Linked DNA regions of Sus scrofa: regions 2, 3, 4 and 5 are each linked to region 1. A link is a contact called in public HiChIP or PLAC-seq data. All regions are on one chromosome and are shown on one strand. Each heading gives the region's core, a stretch centred on a gene start, on an enhancer-like site or on the middle of the called end of the contact. The rest is flanking DNA. Distances are from core to core; before and after follow the strand shown.

Region 1 (4,554 bases), core at 1,660-4,159:
ACAGAAACCCAACTCAAAGTAGACTAATTAAAAAAAAATCACACTTTGGACACATATAATAGGTATTGAGTGAGAAAAATCAGAATGAAGTTTCTCTTTGTCCATCAGCTATGATTGTCTCTGTGTTGGCTTCCTTATCAAGCATTTCTTATTCTTGGTTTTTCTCAGCAGATGCATGTTTACATCCCATCAATTTTAAAAACCTTCACCAAAAGTTTTTTTTCCTCCCCTCAAGGAATTTTGGCAAAAATTGTGCATTAACTCCTCCTGGAGTGACACAGGGCATGTGCCCACCTCTAATTCGGTTATCATGGCCAGCAAGTTGAGATAGGCCAATTGGCCAAGCCTGCGTCTACTCCACAAGTAGAGCCTAGTGGAGCAAGGTCAGTTCCTCGTAAACCACAGGAATTGAGAATGGGATGGTGGTTCTCTAGAGGAAAAGTAAAGAGCTATTGCCAGAATAGGGGAAAGTAGGTACTGGAAAGGCCAAAACAACAGAGGTGCTCTGAAGCACCCACCACAGCAGCCTTATCCATCAAAAGCACGAGAGCTCAAAAGGCAAATGTTGCGTGGCAACGCCACTCTGCATACATGGGGAGGGTACCGTGGGGAACTGGAGTATCAATTCACTCCACAACAAGTCTAAAAGAACATGGGCTGTGGAAAGTTCCCAAGTGGGGAATGTTCATAGGGCCTACAATGGGAGTCCAACCAACGTTTAACAGCTTTGATTTTGTTGATTTCAAACTGGCCTGGTTTTCTTAACACTGGCATCAGTGAGCAGGAGAGCAGGGGGAATGGAGAAAGTTCTGAGACCATATTTTTAAACAAAGTCTTTTAAAATAAAACTTGCACTCATTTGAATACCTGTCTGAAAGCAGGAGGGCCTCTGATGAGTTCACCCCAGGACAAGGCCGGCACTATGGAGCCAGGCTGCCGGGAGGCAGGAAGGGCTGAGCCCACAGCCACAGGACTGTATTGTCTCCTGCCAGCTGGGCCCGCTCCCTCCTCCCACGAGCCTCCAGGCAGCGGGGCCTCCTGGCCTTCGGTGTCCTTTCCGGTGGGCCTGGGCCTGGTGGGGGCTTCTTGGGTGTCCACGTTCAGGGCTCCATCCTAGCTCTGGTGGCAACTGTCTACATTCCTGGGCAGCCACGGGACAGGATCTTGTCCCCCAGGAAATAGCAGAAATGGCCCCACTTTGTGCTGCTGATACTTTGGGAAAACGAGTTTCACTAGGGGAGTACAGGATCTTCCACCTCTTCTTTTTCTTCCTCCTTCCCCACCTCTTTCCTATCTTCCCTCCTCACCAACTTTTTCTCTTTTCTCCTCCTCCCATAGGCCCCTTCTCCTAAGATGAAATCCCCTTAAGGATGACATGTATGTCTTAATTTTGGTCCAAGCCGTGGTTAGAGGAAGATATGAAAATGAGGAAAATGCAAATCACATCTCTAAACATCCAGGGAGTAGCCCCACTAAGGACAAACCAGAGGCAGGCAGTGGTGACCACCCCATCCCTCAAAGGCACATTCAGTGGTTTGGGAGTTTAGAGGCAATTTCTGTCTGGGACTCATGGGATGTTTTCTGAAAGAGGTTTTGCTTAAGTGGTCTTGAAGGCCACTTATTGAAAAACACAAGTGAACTTGGCAGATCAGAGCAGAGGACATGGACACAGCCACAAGAAAGCCTCAAGCTTAATGCAGCAGTGTTTTCACCGTTTGCTGATGGGCTAGAGTCCTTCACTCTGAGCTTGATTAATTTTAGTTTATATAAACTGTGCATAAATTTAGTTTCCTGTAAGTACTTAAGAAACCAAATCCAGCAAATTAAAAGTAGGAGAAGGGGCTGCTACAGGCAGGCTCCTGAAAATGGAGAGAAGTACAAGGTGGACGGCTTGATAAGAGAGGATACAGAACATCAAAACAAAACCTTCCCACAAACCCTCAAGAGTGGAAAAAAAATCACAGCAATCTGGATTGAGTGGGAAAGTCAAGCAGTCCTTTAAATTGAGAGAGTCTTCTAGAATGTCATCATACATTAGAGTTCAATGAAGAAAGTGATAGCCTATAGTCCCTTCGAACATGGCTAATTTATATTCTTTGTGCTGCTTTGTAGAATATAGACAAACACATAATTGATTTTAGAAAGAGTTCCATCCCAAGTGAGTCACAATAAAATTTGTATTAAAGCCAAAAACCTTCAGCATTTGCAATGCTACCTTCTAGAGAAGGAATAATGTGTCTTGACTTTTAATAAATGCAAGTGCTGTGAGTCATTTTATGTTATACCCCCATCTTCCAGTGTCCTTCTTATCATCTCTATGTCTCCTTCATTCATAAGGCTGTTTTTCCTTCTTCCCAGGCCTGTGGCTTTCAGCAGCTCCCCTCCAGAGCCTGGCACACTGAGGCTGGTAGCCCCTCGTTGGCTGCATTTCCAATATGGCATTGAGGGGCAGGGGAGGGACTCCAAGCCTGGGCCTGGGGACCCCGGCAGTGGGCTTGGCTTCCTACCTAAGAGTGGGAGATTTTAGAAAAATCACTTTCCTTCCTTGAAACTCTGTTTTCCCATTTGGAAAAAGGGGATAATTACTCTTATCCATTGAGTTGTTGTGAAAACCAAGGACATTAATTGATGTGAGATTAGTAAATTCAGCAGTCCCATTCTCAGCCCATACACTGTGCTTATAACCAGCCCTACCTCTAAGCATCATTTGCATCTACATCTGCCGTACTCATTTGATTATTACCTTACTTGAAGTTATGCTTTTCTTGATTTTTTTTTTTTAATTAGTGTCACCTTGAAGAAAGCCTCTTTTGAATGGCTTTGCAGGTCATGTGCACTGCCCAGCACTGGGGAGGGTCACTATTCATTTGGCCACGTGGTGAACAGCTTGTGGTTGTGTGTTGTACAGGGTCTGACTCAAGTGCCTGGCAGCCTGCTCTCTCTGTGAATATTAAACATCAGGGATTCTGTTTTCTATTCCTGATATGTAAGGCCTGTCCTAGGGCATACAGTATTACTAAATACTGGATTCTGGGCTCTGGATTGAAAATTGTGCACTCTATGATTCAGTCTCAGGCCCAGCTTTCAGCCTCCCATTTCATCTTTGATTGGACTGTCCTGGTCACACTCTTGGCAGAATCCATAAGCCACAGAAGTTTTCTGGTGAAGAGGAGTTTTGGGTCATCATGATTTCAAAGTAAAAGTTAGTAAAAAACTTGGCAAGCCCACTGTTTGTACTTTGTTGTTTTAATCTCAAAATCCTTGTAAATGAAGATATATCAACAGCCAGGCTTGAAAGCAGAGGAAAAAAAAATCACACACATTTATCCTAAACTCTTTCCCCCACTCCAGTTGTTAGGGAGATTTTATATCATCTGTGAAATGTCATAGTCTGACCTCTACTTGTTTCTGGATGGGCTTTGGTTTCCTCATCTGCATAATGGAACTAACCCTGTCCACTTCTCTGGATTACTAAAGAGATATCTTGGGAAAGTACTGAGGTCCAGAGCCTGACCCCTAACATGTGCTCAGACAGGATTGGTAAGAGTTCCCCTTGTGGCTCAGTGGTTAATGAACCTGACTAGTATCCATGAGGCTATGGGTTCTATCCCTGGCCTTGGTCAGTGGGTTAAGGATCCAGCGTTGCCGTGACTGGTGGTGGGTGGTATGAAGCCCATCTTTCTCATTCTCTGGTGATGTTTTTTGTCATTGGATAGCTTTGGCGTAGAACCATACCTCACACGAGAGAGGGGAAAAAAAAAAAATCAATTCCTCTGAAACTTCCACTATGGGACCCCTGGGCAAGGAAGGAGTGTCTTCCAGTTTCCTGGCCTCCCCGCTAGTAAGGACAGGCAGCAGAAGGCCTTGCTGTGGTCAGAGGGCCGAGGAGCCAGACAAGCCTCTGTGGTTACGCACTTATTTATTTCCTTATTTATTACTTTTGCAGCTAACATTTTTACAATCATGTTATTTTGTGGTTTGTTTGCGAAATGCATTGTGAGCCAAGTTTGCGTCAAATGTTCTCTGAGTTGGAAGAGGGTTGCATTGGGGAGCCCAGGGAGAGGTGAGTGGAGGGCAAGAAAGCAGTTATAAAAAATGTTACATAATTGATATATCTGTTAAAGATCCTTTCTTTGTAATCAGGCTACCCAAGGCAGATGGAGGAATGAAAACTGAGAAAACATTGTAGGCTCTCAAGAAGTAGTAGGGACAGGCTTGGCAATCTCAGAGGTGAAATGGGGCCACAGCCTGGGGACTCGGGGAAAGAAATCCGGGAAGAAACCCTGCTCCTGCTCACGGAACCCCAAGCACCAAAAAGGCATCTTTTGAAAGACTTTGGGAAAGAGTAGAAGTTGGTTCTAGAGGAGTGATGAATAATTAATTAATTCATACGTGTTATTATTAGGGAGCTTATTATAATCGTTTTTTGAAGATTTTAATATAAACAAAAACCCAGTTTTCAGAGATTAGCTGAAATGGGGCTCAAGCGATGCTCTCCCAGAGCTGTTTTCTTTTTAACTCTATATTCGTCTTTTCTCGCCCCCAGGCAGTAGT
Region 2 (4,442 bases), core at 1,896-4,395, 580 kb before region 1:
GTTCCAAATTCACAGATTTTTAGATCAGCAAAGATTATTATTTAGAACATGTACAGGCAGAGGAAGATATAGAAGGTTTTGCAGCTTCTGTTCCAAGATATGATTAGTACTCCTTAAGCTGGAGCATTTCAGCCAGTTTGGGGAGGAGGGTAGGCACCTACAGCTTGAATTTGTAGTTAATCCATCATTTTCTCCCTCCCTCCACTCCATACACATGCAACCACCACTACCTTGATCCACAGTGCAGAGCATATTCCAATGTATATTTCCCATAATGTTAGGGAAAGAAAATAAAAAGTTGTAAAATACAAATCAAGGAAAAGGCTATGAGAATGGCAAATGATCAAGGAGCAAAACTTAGTAAGACTTTAGAAATGCCTTTATGTATGAACATAATAAAATCAAATTGGTGAAAATATTTCTTATTTTTCTGCCTTTTTTTTTTTTTTTTTTTTGGCCTTTTAGCCCGTGTGTGTGCAGCATAAGAAAATTCCCAGACTATGGGTTGAATAAGAGCCACTGCTGTGGGTCTGCTCCCTAGCCACAGCCATACCAGATCCAGTCCACGTCTGTCACCTATTCTGAAGCTCACGGCAATGCCTAATCCTTAATCCACTGAGCAACACCAGAGATCAAACCTGTGTCCTCATGGATACTAGTTGGGTTTGTTACCGTTGAGCCACAATGGGAACTCGAAGAAGATATTTCTTATAGATAAAAAAATGTCGTGAAGGTTGGAGAAAGAATGAATGTCTATTTTTCTAGATACTAAAGTATCATTTTCAAAGTTCCTCAGGGATCAAATTATGGGATTAGTGTAACTCTTCTAATATCAGAAATGGTGAAGGGCGAGAATGGTCAAGTCTGTAATTTTGTCATGATACTTTCTTGTAGTGAAATGCTTCTTTGTGACAAATCTTACAAAAGTCGTATGAGCTCAGAAGCAGTAACTGAGTGCCAAGACAGAATGTGCTTTTATTGAGTCTCATATAAGCCACTGGGGATTCACCTGGGTTTATTGGGCTGGGGGGAGGGGTGACCCAAAATACATGCGTAGGATAATTAGAAAAAAAACCCAGGTGTGATTCCTGATGCATCCCTTGAAGAAACTAGTGATATGAGGCAAAATGTTCTAAACCAATGTTGAACTCTAGAATTTTGAATGGAACAGGAAGCATTTTGTGTATAGTTTTGGTCAAAGTAAAATAGTACAATAGATTATTGGGAAGGAGGGGATGACATGAGGACAAACCAAAATAAAAACCAACACGTTTGTTTTCTCATTTGTTTAGTATTTAACTTTTGCATGGACTCCCTCTGCCTCTTGCTAGATTGTAAGGACTGAGAATTCAGAGCCCTGTCTGTCTTCTCTGTATTCTAGTTGCCTAGAGTCACTCTTGGCTCATCTATGAGCTCAATAAATATTTACCCAATGAATGAGCAATGCTGAAAGATAACATTATTGAGGAAAGAAACATGACATAAATCTGGAAAATTCTGACCTGGCCACTTCTAAACTCCCCTGGAACCCTTACTAAATGCATATTGAGGAGTTCCCATCGTGGCTCAGTAGTAATGAATCCAACTAGGATCCATAGGATGCGGGTTTGATCCCTGGCCTAGCTCAGTGGTTAATCAATCTGGCATTTCAGCTGTGGTGTAGGTCACAGATGTGGCTTGGATCTGTCATTGCTATGGCTGTGGCATAGACCAGCAGCTACAGCTCCAGTTCGACCCCTAGCCTGGGAACTTCCATATGCCACCGTGCGGCCCTAAAAAGATTTAGAAAAATGCATATTTAGTTAGGTGTGAGTACTTTGCCTCATTAACTCACTTAATCCCCATAATCCCCCTCTGAGGAAGGTATTGCTATTACTGCCATTTCACAGATGAAAAATTGAGAACCAGAGAGTTTATCTAGGACTTGAACTCAGATAGTCTGTCTCTAGCAACTCCACTTCTAACCACTAAGCTACATTTACTCCATACTATGAGTATAATTATACCTGCCTGTTCTTCCTCCCAGCATGTTGTAGGGATGAACCAAGATGACAGGTGTGAAAGTATTAGGAAAGGGGTGAACCAACTGGTGAAGGTGAGACAGCACACAGATAACTATCATTTAAGGTAGAAAGTGGAAACTTGCTGAGAAAGTTCAGTGAGGAGCAAAGAACGATTACTTCCAACTGGTGTGGAGGGCAGGGGATTAAGGAAGGCTTCTTGGGGGAAGTGACATTTGGGTTGGCCTTGAATTAATAGGATTTTGATAAAGGGGATGCTTCCTAAGCAAATGGAATGAATAACATAATAGAGGCACCGATGTGCAAAGTGTTGAAAAAGAAGGCATTAGTTTATCGAATTAGCAGATTCTTTGTAAAACAGCGTGCACAGAGTAATGGGGAAGGGAAAGGGCTTGTGGAGGAAGAGGAGGATGCGGTGAGTATAGATAATGAATGGGAAGGTGAAGAAGCATAACAAAAATGCTGCCACCTTCTTAATCTTTCTGGGAATGGACTCTAAGCAAACGGATGATCCCTGCCTTATCTATATCATGCGCTGACGTATTGTTTTCTCCTGCATGGTCAGTAAATAGTAGTCCAAGGAGATACCACTCTTAAAATTGGTCCCTGTAAGCCTGGAGAATGCGGCATACTCTGGCGCCCTCTTAGGTACTGACAAAGTACATTAGCTTGCTAAATCTTTCAGGAAACCCTGTGGGACAGCGGTCAGCTTGCTTTCAATTGACTCTGGAACTTGGTTTTTCCCTTTGAGCAACCCTAGTTAATATCCCCCTGTAGACAGACTCTTGGAGACCTCCAGCCAACCTGCTGGACTGATTCATGTCTGCTTTCCAAGAGATCATCTGGGAATGGACCTAGATCCATTTTCAGGCAGCCCAGAGTCCCATTCTGAAAGAAGAAGTTACACAGAGCACTTTTGCCTGTAGAAGTGGTTATGTGTCATTTAGAAAGAAAGCTGTGCTCAAGATAACCTTGAGAACCTGCAGCCCCTCTGAAAAAAGTAAGAGTGAGAAGCAGGAAGTGAAGGAGCTGTAGGTCTTAAAATGGAATGTGGCTGAGTGTGATGCTTCATAACCACGGGACCTCCCCCAGCAGGCTGCCCTGTGAACTTTTATGAGAAAACATCCTCCAAATCAGTCACTTACCAACCAGCCCGAGAGAGGACCCAATGCCTAGCTCACTCTCACGAACTGCAGTGGCCTGGAAGAGAAAGAAAGTCAGTGTACTGTGTTGAGTGTCCACTCTGTGCCGGACATCACATTTGGAGTCATTGTGTAGAACTGTTTTATTTAATCTTCTCAATAGTTCAACTGGGTTAGGATCATTAATCTCTTCTTGTACAGATGAGGACACTGAATCAAGGGTGCCTCACTGGTGCTAAATAGATCTTGTTTTACACCTTGGCCCTTTGCCATGGTTCTTTCCATCCTTGTCTGTCTGGTGAACTTGTGTTTCTCCAGGTTGTAAAAGAGGTTCTCTTCTGAAGACCTTCTAAACCCTGAGGGACCTCTTGTCCTGCATCACATGATGCTTTTGTTGCTTAGGTCTACATACTTTCTCTCAAGATTTAAACTTTGGGCCTGAGTGGTTCTAGAGACTGCTCTGCTTGCATTCAGCTTTCTCTAGTTCAAGATTTCACCCCAGGTTTATTCGGACCCTGTCCTTCACAGGATACTACCTTCCCAGCCCAGTGTTCTGAACCTTTTTTTGCTGACATTTCTTGAATTTTCTGGATTCTAGGCCTCCTAATTTTTCATGTTGTCCCCCCTCCCCAACGCCCTTCCCCCCTTCCCCCTTTTTAGCCTACCTGTAACCGTCTTGTTATTTACTCAGGTCTGACTTTTACTTTCAAGCAACACTTTTCAAACTTTCTATGCATTGGAATCACCTGGGCAGTCTGTGCCTCAGAGGTTATTGTCCTGGAGGCCTGAGAACACAGTGTGGAAAAATTTATATTTCTAACAAGCTCCGAAATGATTCTGAAATTGTCAGTTTGTGGGCTTGCTTTGATTAATACATCTTTAAAGGACAGTTCAAGACCCCTGTTTTCCAGGAAATTTAACTATCTTTACCCGAAGTGGTTTATTTCTTCCTTTCTCTCTCTCTCTCTTTCTCTTTCCTTCTTTTATGTTTTAAGAGAACCCATCTGAGGCTCTATCCAATTAGATAACTTCCCTAGGGCTCCATTATCAACTTCTTGTGCTTGATTAAACACTTCAGATAAGAGAGACAATGTTGAATAAGTGAACACAAGTTTAGTTGGAGAATCTCGAGAATCCTGAATTCACATCTTGTCATTACTTCTTATGAGCTGTGTGTTTTGGGGCAAATCACATCTTGTAGAGTTGAATCTCTTCATCTCTAAAACAATTATTCCATTTCTTCCTGCTGCAGAAGCTCATGAAAAACATCAAATGAGAG
Region 3 (4,757 bases), core at 986-3,485, 950 kb before region 1:
ATAAAAGACCAGATTCTGCAGTTTGAAAATTTGTAGAGAGCCAAAGAGAAGTGACCATATATTTGGCAACTGCCCCGTGCTTTTGATCTAGGTTGACCTCCAAACAGGCCAAAGAATCCACTTTGTATGGATAGACTCAGTTTGAGAGGCACATGGCCCCTGTTTCTCTGGCTTTGTTCTGGTAATGAGAAGAGATTCCAGGGAGGAGCATAAGTGCCATGGTACTCCTTTGTAGGGGAGCCTAGATGGAAGACGACAACCTCAGCCCTGGCTCTGGGCAATTTCTGAGCCTGCCCACCTGGAGGCTTCTAAGACTCTGACCAAGGCAGATAGAAAGGACCAGTCTGGAAGAGGCCTTAGGCACCAAATGGTTCTCCGTGGCCTTCATTTCTTTACTAAATTCACTTACTCACACTTAAATAAACTTTAAAAGCCTTTGGAAATGTGTCCCTGTTTCTCCAGAAATTACCTCTGAATTTTCTAGTGAAAAGTCTGCCAGCTTTGTTCAGCCAGGTTCCCTTTTTCCCCCTTTTTTCTTTGACAATGAAATAGCCTTGGCACCAACTCCCAGATCTGGCAGGTGCCTGATGCCACATGTGCTGCAATAAGTGTTTATTCTATAAGTTCATTCAAGCTAGCCACTAGAGCTTTTGAAGCATCATTGTTGCTGAGTGTAAAACTGTCCTTGAAAACCAGAAGCTGAAGACATTCAGCCAGGATCTCGTGTTTTCTTTCAACCTTTAGGTTCTCTGTATTCTCTCAGCATCTGATGTCATGGAGAGAGGAGGCAGGAGAAATCAGTTGATGGGTGCTTGCAACCCGATTCTGCCCCAAGCAGGCCTTATGACCCCAGTAATGTCGCTTGTCAGCTCTAAGCCTTGTGGCTCTTTTGTACAATGGAGAGGGGAGAGCAATAATTGCCAAGGTCGCTGTCAGTTCTGTGTCCTAAGGAGAGGACAAACTGCTAGCACAAAGCCATTTCGGTCCAGGTGAAACATTTGCCTGTCTTTCTTCACCCAGACTGTTCTTTATGTAAGTAAATTTACTTCCTTTTTGACTGGCTTGTTCTCTAGTCACGAGTCAGGGGAGCTGTGCTGTCCCGACCAGCTTGGAGAGGGGGGAATATATGGGTGTATGTATGGGGATGGGCTTTGCTGGTAAGTAATGAGGCACAGACACCACTCATTACTTCAGCTGCATCACACTTGTATCTGTGATCATATTAGAATTAAAGAAGCTTCAGGGTATTTAGAGTATCAACATTTATGGGAGAATGTTCAGATGTTTTCAGTCTCATAATTGTTCCTGAAAAGACATTCAGGTATTCTAATTCTGCAAATTAGATTATTTGGTAGGGGGAAAAGGTGAGAAAAAATTTTCACATCAAGAAGAAAAAAAATATCACCTTGATGTTCTTTTCCCCCAAACCTTTTAACCAGCCCATGGAAAACCATCCTGTAGGTCATTTCATGCGTTAGAGTTCGTAACCAAAAAAAGTTGACACATATTATGTCTCTTGATCTTTGAAACAACCCTCTCAAAGAAAGCCTCTGCCATTGACTCCATTTCACAAGTGAAGAAACTGAGGCTCTAGCAGGTCTAGCAACCTGGCTGTGTGCCAAATCGTGGGTGGCCAAGTTGAGAGAGAACCCAGACTTTCTGCCTCCTGTTCTGGAACTCTCTCTTCCTGTGCTGGGCGTTCTTCCACACTGTCTCAAGGGGAGCTCTCATCGGCCTCAAGCAGAGAGGTGAGTAATTATCTCCAAGACTAGACCAGGGGTTATCTGTTTGTTCTCTGCTGGATGATCATGGACTCTCAGAGCAGCAAAGTTTCCCCCCAGAGATCACCCGAGCCTTTCCCTTCAACTGAGTACCTCCCTCACACTCTGATCCTCTGGCACAAGATAGTGGTGGAATCAGCCCTGAAATCTTTGAACTCTCATCTTATATTCTTCAAGAGACTGGGTGTTAAAAACCAAGCGATTCAGAAGATCAATCACTAGATAGAAGATCAAAAACTATCTTTTCAAGCCCCTTCATAGTCCTGCCAGGCCAGGGTTGGAGAGAGTTAACTTTTATCTTGGTTTCTCCCATGTCTTCCATTAACTAACCTCACGAATATAATATAGAGGGGCCATGGCAGAAAGAAATGTGACTGCCCATGAGTCATTAATTCTTGACCTTCAGCATGTTTTGAAAATGTGTTGTGAAATGCTTACCAATCAATAATTCCATCACCCAGCAGTAGAGAAGCTGGATGTTGTGCAAGAGGGGAAGCAGAACAATAATGCTGGTCACTCAGAAGGCCCCAAATTCCTGCTGAAAGCAGGACCTACAGCAAAAACCCAAATATAAAGTACCCATGAAAGTTTTTAAAGGAATCAAAGAGAGGACCCAAGATAAGAGGGAGTGAAAGTAGACTCCTCCCCATCACGAGAGCAGTAAAGTGGGGCTTGCTGTTATTTGCAGATACCCCCAAGCCAGCATGCCTGTCCTTTTCTGTCAAGGGCTAAGACAAATGTTACACTCCAGACTGCATCTGTGTTCTCTGCGCCCCAGACAGTGGCCTGAGCTGCAGGCATTGCAAGTGTGCTAAGTGAAGGAGGGGGCCTGGTTCAAGGAGAAGAAGCAGAGAACAAGGAGGTGGAGGACCCTGTTCTAGCCCCTGCTGCCACTTGCTAGGCCTATGACCCTGGACGTGGTCACCTCTCTTTGTCAGAACTTCCAGCTCTTCCTCTCTACTAAGAGGAGAAGACATCTGCCCCACAGGCCACCCAAAGCTCAGAAGTGATGAGGGATGTGAAAACACTCTGCAAACTGTACAAACATGAGGGACTATTAGTAGAAACCCATTGGTCTTGATTTTGCAAGCTCAGATGGAAAGAGTCTCCTCTGCAAGGAATGGCATAATCCCACAAATGGGGTATGACTTGTGGTTAGAGGCAAAGTCAACACTGAAGATGGTCCCATGCAGATGACAGGGGAGAACTTCCAGATTCTTAATGTGTGCTAGTCACTGTTAGCTGTAAGCAGTGGTGTGCTGGTAAATATTTAACAACTGATTCTCTGGGATGACAAAGCCCTGAAATGTAGCATTTGCTATTTCCATGGGGTAAATTATCTTGCACCAGGCTGATTTCAAGCTACCGATGTGACATCGCTAAACCAAGAAGTGAGGAAAAGTTGCCCACAACTGGCACTCACTAGCAGGTGCAAGCCAGCTCCAGCATACCACGGAAACTTTGCTCAAGCCTTAGGTTGGTATAATAAGCATCGGAAGCCTTCTTAACACATGGGGCTCAAGTTTTAACATCCAGCCACAGTGTCTGCACCTCTAATAATTCAGAAATGGGAATTCTTCTTCCTATTTACATTTGTACTTTCCCCAGTAAGTCACAATTGTAAATTTCTTTATGAACACGATGGAACCCCAAAATACAGTTTTCTGCCATCCTTTGTCATGTTCCTCTTCCTCAGCTTTCAAATCTAATGAGATCAGCAGGCAAAGGGTGAATGGAACACAGCATGAAAATGGAATCGAAAATCTTGGGACCAAGTGTTAACAACCCCGTCTGTGTGACCCTTGTGTGAGTCACCTGCCTTCCGTGAGTCTGAATTTCTACTTTATAAAATGGGAACTGTCCTGGTTTGTTCACCTATTGTGAGATCAAAGGAAATAACACAAGTATAAAAGGTTTTTGTTTGTTTGTCCTTTTTTTCAAGAGCCACACCCAGGCATATGGAAATTCCCCAGGCTAGGGATTGAATAGGAGCTATAAGTCTCTGGCCTCAGCCACAGTCACAGCAATGCCAGATCTGAGCCTCATCTGTGACCTACACCACAGCTCACAGCAACACCAGGTCCTTAACCCACTGAGAGAGACTCGGGATCGAACCACAGGGACTAGTACCTCTGTGGATACTAGTCAGGTTCACTACCACTGAGCCATGACGGGAACTCCAAGTGTAACAGTTTTGAGAACAGCAAAATTTTATTTGACTTTGAACGATCATTATTTACTTCCAAAAATGGATTACTGGGCATTATTATTCATAAGAACTATCAACCTCTGCTGCACTGGCCACACCCGGCACAAGGGCTCAAACCCGCTTCCCTGGAGTACAGCCACTCTAGGGCGGGGCCTGTGTGGCAGAAGGGCCCCAGGACCTGTGGGGCAGCTTAGCTCTGCTGTGCTGGGCTCGGGGTTTTGGAAATTGCTTGTGCCCACAAACCTTCACACCAAGTGACCCATGGAGGTTAAAAACAAGATTGAGCCCAGGCTCTGTCAATCTAAAGCCAGAACAGTTCCTAGTGAGGAGCAAGGCAGTGGAGCCTGCTGGATAAATTTCCCCAGCCAACTCTGAGACCATCTTTGAACAGGTGTCTTCTGAGGGGGGAGGGGGCCTGGAGAATCTGCACCCCAGTTGGATGCTCTGGACAAAAACTCTGCATGACGTGAAACTCAATGGAGAAGAGCAAGGAAATATTCTCCATCTATCTGTGCCAGGGTCACCAAGAGAAAGCGGTGTTTCTTGAGGGAAACCCTGGATGTGTGGGGAGATGCCCTCATAATATCCTTCCTGGCCAGGCTTCTTTCTTCTCTTAAGAGAATAGTACTGCTCCTACCCACCCACCCACACACAGGATGGTCAAGGTTTATAGATTTGCCTAGTCAGCACACACAAAGTCAGCCACTGAGGCCTCTGCAAACAGTAAAACCATTCATTGTCAGCCACCAGCTCCTACTCCAGGCTAG
Region 4 (4,816 bases), core at 2,189-4,688, 640 kb before region 1:
TGTGTGTGTGTGTGTGTAAATGAGTGAAGCTTCTTGGAATTGGTAGCGCTGATTTTGGGGGGTGTTTCCTTGGTTTATTCAAAATAGAAACAGAAAGGCAAAGGTGTTTGTTCATGTCAATTGAAAATGTCTTCATAGGAAAGGACATTAAGATAATACTTTTGAGTACCTTACATTATGAAGGGGGCTTTGTGGTTTTCAAAACGCTTTAATAGATATTTTCTTATGTGCACCTTATGGCATCCCTGTGAAGTAGGCAAAGCGGAGCTTGTCCTTCATTTCCCTTTTATAGATGATGTAACTGAGGTTCAGAGAAATGAGGTGAGTATTCTTAAAGCAGGAATGGAGCCTTTAAATCTGAGTTGCTTTCTGCTTTACCACCCTCATTTGAGGATAATGAGGTAATTCTTACCAATGTTATCCAGGTTATATAGCGTTGTAATAATCCTGAAAGATGTTCCCCTTTATTTTTCTTTTTTCTTTGGTTAAAGAGTTAACTGTGATTTGATATTAACTTGTTTCTCTCCAAATGTGAGCAGCAATGAATTTCTACAACTTTCTGTTAAATCAGCATGTGGTTTTTAAAAAATCAAATGTCAAAGTATTTCCTGAAATTTGCTTTAATGAACAAGAGAGGTGAAGGTAAAATTCCCTTTTTTGCATGAGGTAATTAGGGAAACAGGATGTATGAACTTGCTATAGGAACTTGCTAAAAAGGAACACTTGTACTCATGTACCAACTGGATGAATACATTAAACAATATTTATGCTGGTAGAAATTTAAGTGAAAGAAGTTTTCGTTAAGTGTATTGTTTGTTTTTGGTTTGCGTGAAAACCAAATCTATTTCATGAGTTGGATCCAAGGAAGGTGTACATCCCTACAACCCAAAAAACAGAAGCATGAGTTAGACTTCTAGTTTGACTGCAAAATACCTTTACCTGGGAGTTCAGGTGTGTCCTCAGGATACAGGGCAAAGGAATAGAAGATGCTCTTGAGCTTCATAATGACTAGGAGTTACCTCTCCACTTGCTTAGAGGGTAAGAAGGACTGAGTTCTCTTTGGCAAATATCTTTGAGTTTCTTAGACACATGACACGTAATAAGCCCAGTGCTGTATTATTAGCTTCGTGTACCAGAGTGTGAGTTAGGTTACATGTGTTTTGGAAGCTATTTCTTATTCACAGTTTGTGGTTTCTTAGGTAGCAACTTCTAAGTGAATTGCCAGGTTCCTGACAATGTCTTAAAAAGCCTTCTTTAGAAGGAGGCAGAAAGTCCTTTGGTTTGGACAGATGACCCCCTTGACTTTCCATCTTTGATGGTTACTTTTTTGGTCTACATCATCTGGTGATGCTGCTCAGATGGATGATGAAGTTGGCTATGATTTATGCTCTAGATACATATCAGTTTGTACTTTTCCAGGACACACATAGATATGAATTCTCTGTCTCCATGAAAGTCTTTGTACCGTCTATTATTGTCATGTCATAATTAGCTCTCACTCTATAAACAAGGTTAGAAATGAAGTTACTAACATGGCAAGTTGGATGTAAAAAACTAGGGAGTTCCTTCTCTGAGTTTCTCTCACACCCATAATTCTGTTAATCTGGCATTGTTTTCTCCTACATGTACTCATTTGGTCTCTTCTACTAGATTTTAACCCTACAGAGCAGGTGTCATATCTTATTAATCAACATGATGGCGCCTGGCACATAGTGGATGCCTATTTCTAAGATGTTGGGTCATATCTTAAGAAGCTGGGAGTTCCCAGTGTGGTGCAGCAGGGTAAGGATCTGGTGCTGTCTCTGCAGTGGTTCAAGTTGCTGCTGAGGTGTGGGTTCAATCCCTGGCCTAGGGCAGTCGGTCCTCAATTACTGTAGCTGTGGGATAAGTTGCAGCTGCTGCTCAGATTCCACCCCTGGCCTGGAAACATCTATATGCCAAAAAAAAAAAAAAAGAGGAGCCACCATCTACAGTGTCTAGCTACATCATGTCAGTGAGAGTTCTTTTTTTTTTTTAATCTTTTTGCCATTTCTTGGGCTGCTCCCGCGGCACATGGAGGTTCCAAGGCTAGGGGTTGAATTGGAGCTGTAGCCACCGGCCTACACCAGAGCCACAGCAATGCGGGATCTGAGCCACGCCTGCAGCCTACACCACAGCTTACGGCAACACTGGATCCTTAACCCACTGAGCAAGGCCAGGGATTGAACCTGCAACCTCATGGTTCCTAGTCGGATTCGTTAACCTTTGAGCCACTGAAGGTCACAGGTCATATGATTCCATTTATATGAAAAGTCCATAATAGGAAAATTCATAGTCTATGAAGACAGAAAGTAGATTAGTGGTTGCTGGCAGGGGTGGGGTGGGGCATAGGGAGTGACTGCTAATGAGTATGGGATTCTTTTGGGGTCAGTGAAAATGTTAAGTTAGATTGTGGCAGTGGTTGCACAGCTCTGTGAATATACTAAAAACTGAATTGTAGATTTTAAATGGGTGAACTGTACGGTTTGTGAATCATATGTCAATAAAGCTGTTAAAAAATCAGTACCTTGCCTTTCGATCTACAATCTCTGAGGGTTGTTTCAGCAAATCGGATCATCTATAGTGCCAAATTTTTAACTCACCTGATTTTTTTTTTGGGCCAAGAAGTCATGTATACTTAACAATGGTGACCATTCAGAAGGAAAACTTGTTAATACAACCAGAGCCACTAGACTTGAAATTTATTTCTGCCCAACTTCATGCACAGTCTTTTCAGGAGCTTGAAAAATTTATACTTCCAGAAATGTTGATTAGTGAGATATCTGATAAGAAATAACAGGGTACTGACAGCCCTGATTGTATAAATAGGCGTTTGGGATTGTGTTCATGGTTTGCTTGTCAGTATAGGAGAAATGTGTGATTATGTTGAATGGTGGTTAATTTCCTTATCCACCCATTTTAAAAATAAAGATGTACGGCTGGGAGACAGGTGCCCAGGGAGAAGAGGAGCCCTGAAGCCTTGATAATGAACCCCAGAAAGAAACAGGTTCCTATTGAGGAGTTGGCATTTGAGTCTTGGCCCATGTCAGGCTGTCTGATGAGCTGGGGAACTGTAACTGGTGCCTTAAGATTTTCTATTTACTCTTGTTCTCTGTTTGTTTAGACAGCTTTCCCCCCTCCTCTTTCAAGATCACTGTCCTACCCTCTGTGACTGACTTACTGTGTCAACAGAGTTGGAAGAGCAGCCAGTGGTTGTGTGTAGAGGCTGGAGGAAAGCTGTGCTTTCTAGCTTTGTATGTGAGCAGTTCATATACAAACACTTCTCTTTGATTAAGTATCCAGTGAAACCAATTCACATGAACTCCAATTAAACTTTAATGAACAAGTGGGTGTATTAATATCAGCTGAGTAATGCAGGCAGCACAGATTCCAGTAAGTGAGTCACTTCTGAGCAGCTCATTCCCCATGCACGGTTAGAATTACTAGAAAGCTTCCAGCTATATTTGAGTGGATCTGGTCTGGGCCTTGTAATTCTAGCAATCCTCAGGGCTTGTTATTCATCTCGTGACAAAACCACAGTGATCCAGACCTCTGTTTTCAGAGCTAGGAATGGGGTTGGGGAGACTTTTTCAAATTGAGCAATTAGGCCTTTTCATGAAGGAGTGACCACATGGACTTTTATGTTGTTCTCCTTCTGTTTTTTCTTTTTTCTTTTTCTTTTTTTTTTTTTTTTTTTGGTGAGAGTTCTTTCTCCTTCAACCCAGGGACAATTGTAGGTGAAGGTCAAGGCAGTGAAAGTGGAATCTTCAGTTTTGAACTGAACGTAGTCCCCCCTAAGTCTCACGTCATCCCCTCCTGCTATTCTGCCTCAAGTTGGCAAGCCTCCGATAGTTATACCAGACACAGTGAGATGTGCTTGGCATGGTGAGCCTCTGAGGGCACAGACCCTGTTCCTTCAACTGTACCTATTTCCTAGGGAAGATTAAATGAGATAATGAGTATAATGCTCTTATGTTCATGGCTAGTACATAATGAGTTGTCCATAAACATTAGTTAATTCGTGCCAGTGGAGGAGTGATGGGAGATGGAGATGATTGTGACTTGACAGTGGAGGGACTAAGACTCTCCTAGATATTTGACTTACACTTAAAAATGTCTGTGATTACAGAGTGATAAAGATCAAGTGTGAATGAGCAGGGAGGATTCAGGGACCAAAGAGATTCCTGAGGTTGGCGGCACCTGAGAGGCTGCGTGATCCTGGCCTGTGGGTCAGGTAGAGGGTAGGGTGAGGGAAGGATTTGGAAAGGCAGTTTGAGAATGAATGAAGAAAGTGAGCGAAGGCAGAAGCCCCTGACATACGACGTGCAAGGTAGGGAATGTTTGGTGTGGTTAGATTGGATGATGTGTTGGGGCTGGAGGGGGCTCACTGAGGCTGAACCCAGCCTCTGCCTTAGCCCCCAAGCCTCAGTTCTTTGGTGTTCATCTAGAAACCAGTTGAAGGTAATGCAGTGGTCAGACAGCTGGAGATAAACACTAGGTTGGAGAATGGGCTTTAGGCCTGTTAGCTCAGTGGGCTTGTTAACACAGCATCCCTGAATCAGAGTTACCCTCTTCCTCTCAGATGACATCTGTGTGTGAGGACCGTAGTGGACAGAGCCTGTAAAATTCCTAACCTTGAAGGGCAGAGAGCTTGTGCTTCCTGCAGTCAGGTACCTCCCAGGACTGGGAGGAAGGGCCTGAATTGTACACTCCCAGTTCCTTCTCCAGACTTGATACTTAGATAAATCATCGCTTCTTCCCTGTGGACAAGGGAGTGGAGGAAGGCCAATCTGAAAAG
Region 5 (4,734 bases), core at 1,033-3,532, 940 kb before region 1:
GAGGGAAATGAAAGCAGCATTCTGTTTTCAGGAGCTTCCCAATAAGCACAGTGTCAGTGTCCTGCATGCATTCAAAACCCACCTCTTTCTTTAGAGCTAGGTATATGTGGATCGGGAGACCCACACCTGTCTACCAGAAGCTGACATCAGTAAGACCTGGGCTATGTGTGTGGAGGGCAGGGCATGTAGATTTAATTAGCAGGCTGAAGCTCTTTTCTGACTTTTTATATAAACTCCAAATTGCTAATCCTCGAGGAAATGTCTCTAGACAACTTGTATTTTGTCACTTCTTATTAGTATCAGTGTTCTGAAAAGTACATGGGCGTGTTCTATTACACTCCACAGAAGAAGACATGGAGGCACAGGTCCTAGTCATGGAGCAAAACCCGGGAATGGCAGTCACTGTGAAATCCAAGACCAGGCACGGCTGCTGTTTCCCAGGAGGAGCATAAGGGCATGGCCTCAAGAAGTGAATTCGGGTGCCAATGTCTTCCAGGCCAGCCTGTGTTGTTATTTTGCTAGAACGCTTGCTATATCATCTGTCTCCTCTTTGTCAATGCCATCCTTCTGGGACAATATTCTCTACCCCGTGCCCTGTCTCCACCACCTTCCCTCCAACACACACACACACACACACACACACACACACACACACACACACACACACAAATTACTCCATACATTTTTTTCAGCACTTAATAGTTTAAGTGCTATTTCTTCAAAGCAGCCCTTCCTTACCACCACCACCCCCAAAACATGTCCCCCTCTTCCATGGTCTCTCACACTACCTTCCTTCCCTTTTGAACACTCTCCAAGTTTGCAAACATCCACTGAATTGTGACCATCTGATATGGGTCACTAATCTCTTTGGTGGTAGAGGCTGTCCCTACTTTTTACTCTCTGTTGTACCCCAAACCCTCTAGCCTAGCACCTGATATCAAGGAAGGAATAAAAGGAGTGAATACAGGAGGATTGATGAGTCAGCATAAAAACATAAATACTCAAATCTTCAATAATTCTCTGTCATTAGTGGGGCTTTAAAACTTGTCTCAACCATTCAACAATGCCCCAACATCTACCAATCCATGCTATTCTCATCACCCATCTCCACAGCCCCCATACAGGGTCTGCTCATAGGTGATGCTCAGAAAAACGGAGTGATTAAATCAAAGGATCAAGCATTTCCAACAGGACATAAAGTTTCTCAAGAGCAAGATGCCTCTATTAACCACTCTGGTGCTGTGCTTCACACATGGTAAGTATTCAGCCAGGAGTTGACTTTTATGCCATACTCCCCCAGGGATGATGGAGCAATAGATGCGAAAATGTAGTGGAAGTAGTGTGAGCTTTGAAATCATTCAGATATACCTGCTTTGTGATCTTGGGAAAATGGCTTAACCTCCTGATCCTCATGTTCCCCATCTGAGGATAATACCACTGCTAAGGTGTTATTTTGAGGCCATCCTAAGGCCATTGTTACGGGAAATGGATGCCAAGGCTTTTGGCATTTGCCTGGTGCCGCAGGGGTTCCCCACCCACATTAGTTCCTTTTTTTCCTTTCCTTTCTGGGAGTCAGAGTCTGGCCAGCTTTACTTCTCCCTCAACCTCCTAGGAAGCAAACAGTGGTAAAGGAATTGGAACAGAGGCTGAGACCCATTCTCTTGTTCCAATCTGACCAGCAGATGGCAATACCCATGCCCTGTGGCTCCTACCCAAACCCTTTCCATCCTGATGGAGGGGAAGGTGACAGGAATAGGCTCATAGGATGACTCAGCTCCAGTGACTAAAGTGAGGAGGTGGTGGTGGTGGGAAGGCATGGGGGCTGGAGCGGAAATGAGTGAACCATATCTGATGAAGGATGTCTCCAAGATAAAGGGGCTTGGCCCTGGTGAGTTCCTGGCTCTGACGTGGTACAGACAGGCAGGGGCCTGAGCTCTCTCCCTTGACCCCCCTCACTTAATCTCACAGTGAGATAACTCCCTGCCAGCCCAGGGGAGCCTCCCAGGGCAGATGCTGGGGGTCTGTCTGCCCCCTGGAGGCTTTCAGCTCAAGGTCTGAGACACATCTGAACACCACTTTGGATGAACTGATTCTTAAAAAGTGTCCCATATCTCCAAAATCCATGTGTATGGGTTCTGATCCTGACAGCCTCCTGATTGCCAAACTTGGCCTCTCTCCTCGCCTGCAGACTGTTTTCTCCACCTATGCCACCCTTTTGATATCTCCAAGCCCTGCACATGCAACAAATTTAACACTGAACACTAAGTGCCCTCCCATCCACTTCTGTCATCCCTTCTCCTGGTTGGTTGGTTACCATCGACCCTATCACCCAGACTGGGCCCCTATCACTCCACTCTCCACGTCAGTTCCAGTTCCTGAATTTCTCACTCCAATTCCTCCTTGCCTTCCCCACCACAGCTGACTCTGGCTGGGCTTTTGTCATAATTTACTATGATGCTCCAGCATCTTCAAACTAGCCTCCATGCCTCCTATCTCTCTTCAGTCTTTCCCAGACTGTCTACAGAATGCTATGTCCAAACTCATTCCTAGTGTCGTTATCTCCCTGCTTAATATCCCTTAATGTGTTCCCAATCCCTATAAGACACAATTCAGGAGTTGCATGGTGGCATAGAAGCTTAAGGACCCAACATCATCCCTCCCATGGCTTGGGTCAATGCTGTGGCACAGGTTTGATCCCTGACCAGGGAACTTCTGCATGTGGCTGGAGCAGCCAAAAAGACACAGTTCAGACTCCTTAGTCTGTTGAATGAAGCCCTTCATGATCCAGGACACGCCCATTTTCTGGTTTCGCCTGCTGACCCCATCCTGCAAACTCTGATGCACAGAGACACTCCCTAGATTGGAGCCAGTCCTGAGTCCTGGCGTCACATGCACTCTTTCCACCTCTAGATCTGTGAACACGTTGTTCTTTCTATCAGGTGAGCACTTTTCTGCCTTTCACAAAATTATTTATCTTTCTAGATTCACTCAGTTTTCATCTCTGCTGGGTGGCCCTTTCAGATTCCCAGAAAGGAGTTGGCAGCTCCTTCTCTGAGCCCTCTCTCAAAACATGGTCACTCTCACTAAGCACCTGTTGGCGTGGTGAATTCTTGTTTATGTGTATCTGTCTTCACTGGACTGGGGATACATGGAGGCAAACCCTCCCAGAGAATACCTACTTAAATAGTTTTTGAATAAATGAAATGTTAAAAACAGGCATGAAGTAATAGTCAGTTTCGTCCTCTGATCCTCTGTGTTTCCATCCATAAACTAGGTATCTGATCCAGGTAACTTACAACTCTGTCAACCTCAGATTTTATACTGCATCATGCTTCCACTCAGCTCACACACCTGGCCCACTCAGCAGCAAGAGATATTGCTGAGTTATTTTTCCCAAGGAAGGAGTAGGACTGTGGGTCCACCCACACTGCAAAGTGGCTGTCGTCTCAGAAGCTCTGATTGAAGTCACAGAACTGCTCAAAGCCAATGCTCTACAGAGGGACTCAGAAACCCAGGACCTATACCACACAGGCTGGGACTCTGGTCACTTCCCCAGCAAGTCATAAGTATTGTCCACCCGTGTGGGGCTTGTCTGCAGGCACTCACATGGGTATGGCCACCAGCCTCAGGCAGGCACCAAGGGTGACACATCTGTGCAAAGGAAGCCACCCACACAGTCTCACCTCCCCCAGGTCATTCTCTGTGATCCCCGCACCTTCCGGCACCAACCCCACACTCACACACCCACAGTGCTGGGTTGTCTGCCTGAAAATCTAGAGCTCTACCCATCAGACCGTAGCATCTTTCAGGAGGTAAGACAGATGAACCCATAGGCTGGTGGCTCCCCTCCTCTGACCCCATCATCAGCTACCCCTCCCTAAACAGCTTCTGCCAGCGTGCTGGCGTGAGCAGACCCAAGTTCACCTCAAAGCTTTCTCTGAGAAAATAATTTGATCTCCCTGAGCCTCAGTTTTCTCACCTATAAAATGGCACTAATGGCCCTGACTACATTCTCTCCATAGGGATCACTAAGACGCAATGATCTAATACGTGTGAATGTGGCCCGTACACACAGGTTCAATGCAAACGTTCAGGATTTAAAAGAGTAATGGTGTTGATAGACACTACGTTCTGTTTCTAAGGAAAAGCACCTTTTCAAATAAAAAGGAACAGTTTAAATCCAAATATTTATTGAGTACATACTGTGTGCCAGATATAGTACAAGCGATTATTAATGATCTAAACAACACTTCCATAACTAAATTCAGCAGTGCTGTAGTTTAATTTTATGTCTGAAGTCAAAAGTTTCATGTTTTGAGATATATAATGTTCATGCATTTTACACCTGTGGGAATAGAAACATTATTTGCATAGATATAGATGTGTGTGTGTGTGCACGCACATGCGTGCATGCGTGCTCGAATTTGAAAGAAAAGAATACTGGCCCAGGAGGCAGGAATGAAGTATAATGACAAAAACCATGAGTTTGGGAATAAGACATACACACCTAGGTTCAAATCCTGACGATGGTTCTAGGACTTATTAGCTTTTTGACTTGAGACACATTTTGGTTCACTGAAGCCTCAGTGTCACCATATGAAACACGGAAATAATGAAAACTCCCTCAGCGGTCTGTTGTGCAAATTCAATCATGCACACAAAATATTGAATGGTCTCCAACTCAGAGAGGGCTCCACAGATGCTGCTGCCTCCAACCTTTGGCCTCCTTGTTCC

The links. HiChIP or PLAC-seq counts read pairs in DNA pulled down with a chosen protein or histone mark.
Region 2: a contact with region 1 is called in an H3K27ac HiChIP or PLAC-seq map of alveolar macrophages. The contact joins two enhancer-like sites. A contact is called at or near these places in 1 of 47 Hi-C or Micro-C datasets (psoas muscle) and 1 of 2 datasets of contacts at active chromatin or transcription factors (alveolar macrophages).
Region 3: an H3K27ac HiChIP or PLAC-seq map of alveolar macrophages shows a contact between it and region 1. The contact joins two enhancer-like sites. A contact is called at or near these places in 1 of 47 Hi-C or Micro-C datasets (mesenteric adipose tissue) and 1 of 2 datasets of contacts at active chromatin or transcription factors (alveolar macrophages).
Region 4: a contact with region 1 is called in an H3K27ac HiChIP or PLAC-seq map of alveolar macrophages. The contact joins two enhancer-like sites. A contact is called at or near these places in 2 of 47 Hi-C or Micro-C datasets (embryonic fibroblasts and mesenchymal stem cells) and 1 of 2 datasets of contacts at active chromatin or transcription factors (alveolar macrophages).
Region 5: a contact with region 1 is called in an H3K27ac HiChIP or PLAC-seq map of alveolar macrophages. The contact joins two enhancer-like sites. A contact is called at or near these places in 1 of 47 Hi-C or Micro-C datasets (mesenteric adipose tissue) and 1 of 2 datasets of contacts at active chromatin or transcription factors (alveolar macrophages).

The regions. Positions count from the first base shown.
Region 1 is chr13:126,552,127-126,556,680 of Sscrofa11.1, forward strand. The region is part of intron 1 of TPRG1 (tumor protein p63-regulated gene 1 protein); the gene reads left to right. Among named protein-coding and RNA genes, the nearest start is that of TPRG1, 24 kb to the left of the region's middle. Within about 2 kb of position 2,910, at least 9 of the 83 cell types and tissues checked have an H3K27ac peak or open chromatin away from gene starts, as enhancers often do. A contact at or near this core is called in alveolar macrophages, where this site is marked.
Region 2 is chr13:125,974,081-125,978,522 of Sscrofa11.1, forward strand. The region is part of intron 2 of LPP (lipoma-preferred partner); the gene reads left to right. Among named protein-coding and RNA genes, the nearest start is that of LPP, 190 kb to the left of the region's middle. Within about 2 kb of position 3,146, at least 14 of the 83 cell types and tissues checked have an H3K27ac peak or open chromatin away from gene starts, as enhancers often do. A contact at or near this core is called in alveolar macrophages, where this site is marked.
Region 3 is chr13:125,598,531-125,603,287 of Sscrofa11.1, forward strand. No RefSeq gene overlaps it. Among named protein-coding and RNA genes, the nearest start is that of LPP, 180 kb to the right of the region's middle. Within about 2 kb of position 2,236, at least 9 of the 83 cell types and tissues checked have an H3K27ac peak or open chromatin away from gene starts, as enhancers often do. A contact at or near this core is called in alveolar macrophages, where this site is marked.
Region 4 is chr13:125,914,308-125,919,123 of Sscrofa11.1, forward strand. All of the region lies in intron 2 of LPP (lipoma-preferred partner), which reads left to right. Among named protein-coding and RNA genes, the nearest start is that of LPP, 130 kb to the left of the region's middle. Within about 2 kb of position 3,439, at least 23 of the 83 cell types and tissues checked have an H3K27ac peak or open chromatin away from gene starts, as enhancers often do. A contact at or near this core is called in alveolar macrophages, where this site is marked.
Region 5 is chr13:125,617,284-125,622,017 of Sscrofa11.1, forward strand. No RefSeq gene overlaps it. Among named protein-coding and RNA genes, the nearest start is that of LPP, 160 kb to the right of the region's middle. Within about 2 kb of position 2,283, at least 17 of the 83 cell types and tissues checked have an H3K27ac peak or open chromatin away from gene starts, as enhancers often do. A contact at or near this core is called in alveolar macrophages, where this site is marked.